2 separate regions of the Zea mays genome follow, and region 1 is linked to region 2. The links are chromatin contacts, called in public Hi-C maps. All regions are on one chromosome and are shown on one strand. The core of a region is the stretch at or near the end of the contact, and the rest is flanking DNA. Distances in the headings are between cores, read along the strand shown. Region 1 holds the start of LOC103640678 (probable inactive serine/threonine-protein kinase bub1). Region 2 holds the start of LOC100502470.

The links. Hi-C and Micro-C count contacts between places; a contact is called where the count stands out from the background.
Region 1: a contact with region 2 is called in a Hi-C map of ear, with 3 times the contacts expected there. The contact joins the promoter of LOC103640678 here to the promoter of LOC100502470 in region 2. A contact is called at or near these places in 3 of 25 Hi-C or Micro-C datasets (bundle sheath, ear and tassel).

Annotation. Positions count from the first base shown.
Region 1 is chr10:1,992,309-1,995,156 of Zm-B73-REFERENCE-NAM-5.0, forward strand. It overlaps LOC103640678 (probable inactive serine/threonine-protein kinase bub1), which reads left to right and starts at 1,384. Exons shown (of 7, transcript XM_008664161.4): 1 at 1,384-1,659; 2 at 1,786-1,930; 3 at 2,152-2,309; 4 at 2,512-2,593; 5 at 2,683-2,743. The coding sequence starts at 1,559. LOC100282632 (bifunctional aspartokinase/homoserine dehydrogenase) reads left to right here. Exons shown (of 12, transcript NM_001294267.1): 12 at 25-409. The coding sequence ends at 159.
Region 2 is chr10:1,548,315-1,551,048 of Zm-B73-REFERENCE-NAM-5.0, forward strand. LOC100502470 reads right to left here and starts at 1,282. Exons shown (of 24, transcript NM_001348383.1): 1 at 1,144-1,282; 2 at 1-288. The coding sequence starts at 246.

The DNA.
Region 1 (2,848 bases), core at 134-2,633, 440 kb after region 2:
AAAAAAATTATGTGCTGCCATCAGGTCGAGATATACAGCAGATGTTACCAGAGCTCCCCTCTGGTGATCCAGGGCGCAGGAGCTGGCAACGACACCACTGCCGCCGGCGTCCTTGCTGACATAATCGATCTCCAAGACCTGTTCCAGACGATGGCTTGATCGTTGATCGGCATCCACACCAGTACACCATCTTGATTTTTGCAAGGCACCAGAGCGTTTGATACTTTGATCGGTGCCAGTGGAATCCCTCCACTGCCCACTGGTGGGCTTCGCTCCTTGTCATGTGTGCAATTTGTTCACGGGCATGCTCTCAGGCTGAGAGCCTGAGACGTCTGACATTCGAAATGTAATTTTGAGCAGGCGTGTGGGGGATTTCTTTACAGTTTACATAAAGGAACTTTGTTTCAGTGAAATAATGTCGCGGTCTCCACATTAAACTAATAAACAGTCCGAGCTATATTGCCGCTATCTGATAGTGAAATAATGTCGCTGGCAGCCTGAAACCGTGGCCAGTTTGTTGCCAAACACCTTTCTTGGTTGCATCATATCGCACGCGATTCTACTTGTCATCGTCTTTGGAGCCGGCGGGCAGATGGCGGTGCTTTTGCCGTTGCCACTTGCCAGGTGCAGGGCTTGATTGGGACTAGGGTTGAAAACGGTTTCGGAATTTCGAAAACCGTTTCCGGTTTTTTTTGCCGAATTCATTGGTATCGGTATTTTTCGGAAACGGTATCGGTTCTCGGAATTTTGACTCGGAAACGGTATCGACATGTTTTAATTGAACCTACTTTACTTCATAATTGCAAGTTACAAATTATACTGCATGCATGTGATATGTTAGTTTATATGTATTTTTAGTGCTTTTATACGTATTTTTAGAGGAGCAGACTGTTCAACTAAAATTACAATTATGGTGCTCTATTACAATCATCATATATGTGACATGTCAGTTCATCTCTAGTTTTGCACCTAGAAGCAATATCCATTTAATTGAACTTGTTATATTATGAACTTGTGATCTTTGTGGTCAGCTTATTATATTGTGAACTTGTGATCTTTGTGATCAACTTGTTATATTGTGAATTATGAACTTGTAGACTTTTTTTATATTTGTAAACTTTGTTGTGTTATGAACTTGTTATATTGAGATATTTTCATATTGACATGGTTACCGATTGTATTTAAGATTCCAACCGGTATCGATGTATTTTTCGTACCGAACTTTCGATTCCGATGTTTCCGAATTACCGATATCGTTTTCGTTTCCGAAGTTACCGCTTTCGATTTCGTTTCCGATAAAAATATGAAAACGGTAACGATTTTAGTGATCGTTTCCGACCGTTTTCACCCCTAATTGGAAGCAAAGGGTGCAGCGAAGCCTGCAGGTGGGGCCCACTAGCACCTCTCTCGAGTCTTGAGTAACGCCCCACCTCCTCCCCACTGATGAGAGAGGAGAAATTTGAAATCGGGAGGAAGCCCGCCGACAACCCCAAATCCCCGTTGCTCCTGCTCGTCTTGTCGGCAGGCCGCCAATCACTCACTCCTATCCTATCCGCCGATGGCCGCGGCCGCCGCCGAGGATGAGAAGGGGCTCCTGTCGTCGGTAGTGGGCGACATCCGGTGCTACTCCGGCTCCGACCCCCTCCGCCCGTGGCTCCGGTACGGCACCCTCACCCGCCGCTTTTTCTTCCTTCCAAACCCGTTCCCTGCGTCTCCGGCCGCATCGCTTCCTTCTTCGCCCCACGGATGACCGATGGCTTGATCCGCCCGCCCTCTGTCTGCTAGGGGGATGCGGAGGATGGAGAGGGCGCTGCCGCCAGCGACGCTGCGGGAGAAGCTGCCCAGGTTCCTCCAGAAGTGCGCCCAGGAGTTCCAGGACAACTCCCGCTACCGCGACGACCCGCGGTACCTCCGCGTCTGGATCCAGCTGGTCAGCCATTGCTTCTCTGACGTATATGTATCGATATCAAGATACTGCTTCTATTAGCTAGATCATACTGTAGAACCTCGTCACATCTTTGCGTGAATGTTGTCTTCCAGAATCTGGACTAGAACAGTACCCTCGCTGGATAACTTTTCGATGTGAATCATGCTTTGGAGCCCTTCCTGTTGCTATAAGAAATGACCTTACCAGGTTTCTAAATCCTGTAGATGGACTACGTGACGGACGCAAAGCCATTGCTCAAGACGATGGAGAGGAATGGAATAGGCCTCAAAAGGGCTTCGTTCTATATGGCATATGCACTGTATTATGAGAAGCACAGGAGATTCAATGATGCAGAGAAGATGTACCGTTTGGGAATCCAGAAGTAAGCTAAAGCATTTAATACCCCCAATCCCAACACACCCACTTCTTTTTTTTAACTGGATACCACCATCTGCTACTAGAACTGCTGCGGTTGTGCAAGCTGAATGCGCCGCCAACCTAACATTCATGTTAAAATAGATCTCAGTTTATACTTTATAGTTCCTTTGAGAGAAACACTGGTATCTTACTGAAGTTTTTAATAGCCTTGCAGAGCCTATTGGGGAGTTGCACAAAGCACATGAACAGTTTCGTTTCCGCATGGATTCATACAAGAAGAAAGATAAAGTACAACTCTCATTTCATTTGTTACTTAAGTTCAGATCATGGCCAGTGTTAGGTTTGTTGACGTCCCTTTCTCTATTCATGTGTTTTAGCTGCAGGAAAGAATGCCTAGGAAAGTGGGGTCTAGTGCTACATCTATGAACCAAGTCAAAGGTAGACCTCTTATTGTAACCAATGTTACCTTTGACATTTATATCTCTATTAAAATCTTATTGACCAATCTTCACAAAAAAAAGATACGTGTTTTTCCTTGTCAAT
Region 2 (2,734 bases), core at 32-2,531:
ATAGTCCAGGATGCTGTTCAGCCGGTACATTTTGGCCAGCAAGCCTTCCGCAACCTTGGACAGCTGAACCACCGGCTCCATCTGAAGATGTTTGTGGCTACCAGCAGAAGAGCCTTGCGGCGCATCAGCGCTCATGTTCCTCCAGGTTGCCATTGCGGAAGGAATTGGCTCTTCAACACTTAGGTATTCAGACCACCGGGACATGCCGCTGTCCACATCTTTGCTTTTGAACGAAACATGGGCCATCTCTTCCTTGAGTAGAGAACAGCTGCCTGGTCTTCAAGTGCACTGCAAGTACAGACGCATAAGTTGAGGAAAAGCATGCACTACCCACACAGAGATCAGCCCACTTCATGGCATGGTGAAGAAAATAGGCAATATATTCACCATTTTAAACTTTCAGGCACGCTGTCGGTTACCATCAAAATATGGTCACTGCTAGTAGTCTGATGGTAAACGAAGTGGAAGAGGGACAGCGCTGTAGCGAGCTTGAAACAGCAAGCATAACCTATGCCCCTATACATCCATGCATGTGTCAAAGTAAACACCCTAATTTTAGCTGTGTCCATGCTACTACCCCTGTTCAAAAAAAAAAAACCGGGTGCATCTCCCCAATAGTGGGGTTGATGCTGTGACTCACTGCTAAGCCCTTCCGGACACCACCTGGAGCAACCAACCATTAGAATGAAGGTTTGTCGTCTCCTTCCTCTAACAATTTGGTCGGATCTGAGGGAGACGCCGTGTGGATCTGGGCCGCCGGTCAGTAGGCCATCGGGACGCTGCTCGGCTCGGCTGCTCGACCGCTCCGCAGCACGTCGCCGCCGCCTGCGAATTTGGAACAGGAATGGCGCGCCTCTTGGACCCCACTAGCGGCGAACCCCCACACCAAGCAGCGGTGAACATGCTGGTTTGAAAATGGGAATGCACGCAGGACGGCAGGAGCCACCCGAGGAGGTCGGAATCGAAGGAAGGATAACTCGCAATTGATGAACACAGATACTCAGGAAAGCAGGTGAGCAAGGCAGCAAGCTGGATAGCGTAAATCGACATGGCACCCGGCGGGGATTGCTGCTTGTTTGGGAACACGAACACCGGGACGCCCCGGGCGGAGAGCGAGGAGCAGCAGCGAAGAGACGAGCTCACCTGCGGGACGGCAGCGCCGGTTCGGAGGTCGACCCCCGGGAGGCTCGCTCAGCGCGGGGATCTCGGCGCCATTGCGCGGGGAGGCAGCAGCAGCGGGGCAGTGGGAGGGGAGTAGGCAACCGGACCAGACGAGGACGGATGCGGTGGTTGCGAGTGCCGGATTCGTCGTTACGCCTACGCAATTTACTGGCAAGCGCCCCACCCCCTCTCTCGTGACGCTGCGCGGCGGGGCCCACTTCTGCAGGGGAGTACCGGCCGCGGCAGAGGCTTCGCTGGACGGCTGTACTAGGGCTGGATATCGAGCCAGCTCGGCTCGGCTCGTTCGAGCTCGAGCTGGCTCGTTAAGCTAACGAGCTGGCTCGGCTCGGCTCGTTAAGGTAGCGAGCCACAGAGTCAGCTCGGCTCGGCTCGTTTACGAGCTCGAGCTGGCTCGTTTAGCTCGCGAGCCAGAGCAGAAAAAATAATATGTGTATAATAATCAATTTCTAGTTAATTTCAAACTAATTTAACAACAGAAAATAGTAATTATACTCATAGTTTCATAGACCACATCAATATAACACCAAATTAACACAACTCATCACTCATCAATTCACTATTCATACACATGTTCAGCAGTTTAACCCACACTTATATTCGCATAGACCAATTTCATATATAGACATAATTCATCAATCATTAGTTTAACTTATAGGTTATAGACACCACACATACATATAACATATTCATCAATTGTTACATATATGATATGTATATAGATTTGTTTTGCTGAAATGTGATAGCTCGTTTAGCTCGCGAGCTGGCTCATTAACAAACCGAGCTGGCTCGTTAACGAACCGAGCTAGGATGCCAGCTCAGCTCGTGAAAAAATTCAAACGAGCCGATCCGAGCTGAGCCGAGCTGGCCACGAACCGAGCGAGCCGACGAGCCGCGAGTATTTTGTCCAGCCCTACCCGCGACCGCGAGAGTGCCTCCACCAAGACGGAGACGGCGGCCGTCCAGCCAGCGTCCACGCGATACGGGAGCAACCACGAGGAGGGCTCTCTCAATCCGGCAGCGGGGAACGGGGAGGGACGAGGATTAACCGAACAGGGCTCGTTTTGGAGAATAAAAAACTAATGCTCAGATGGCTCAGATAATTGCCCCGTTTAAGTCACGCTTCCTATATAAAATACATACTATAGCTAATTACATGTATCTGTTGATTTAATTACTCCAAGAGGAGTTTAATATTTATGTTTAGATATATGCAATGACATCATCCAGATGTGTTCGGATCCCTGAAGTATGAGTAACATCAACAGATGTTTCCTTACGTCAAAGCGGCTTGTTGCGACTTATGCAATATTTTGTTTTTATGGATTACAGCGGCAGCAGTCCGAACAGATCATATTATAGATGACATGGCTATGCTAGAAGGAGCTTGTTGCGCCCGATTGATCATCAATTAAAATTTATTTATTTATTTACTACTATAAATCATCATTTTTTCTGGTTTTCATCGTCATCGCTTTGTAAAAAAATATCTCAAGTTTTCTTTAGCCAAATCCTCTACTCTCTGCCCTTTCCGTTTAGGCCCGTTTTTTCGTGT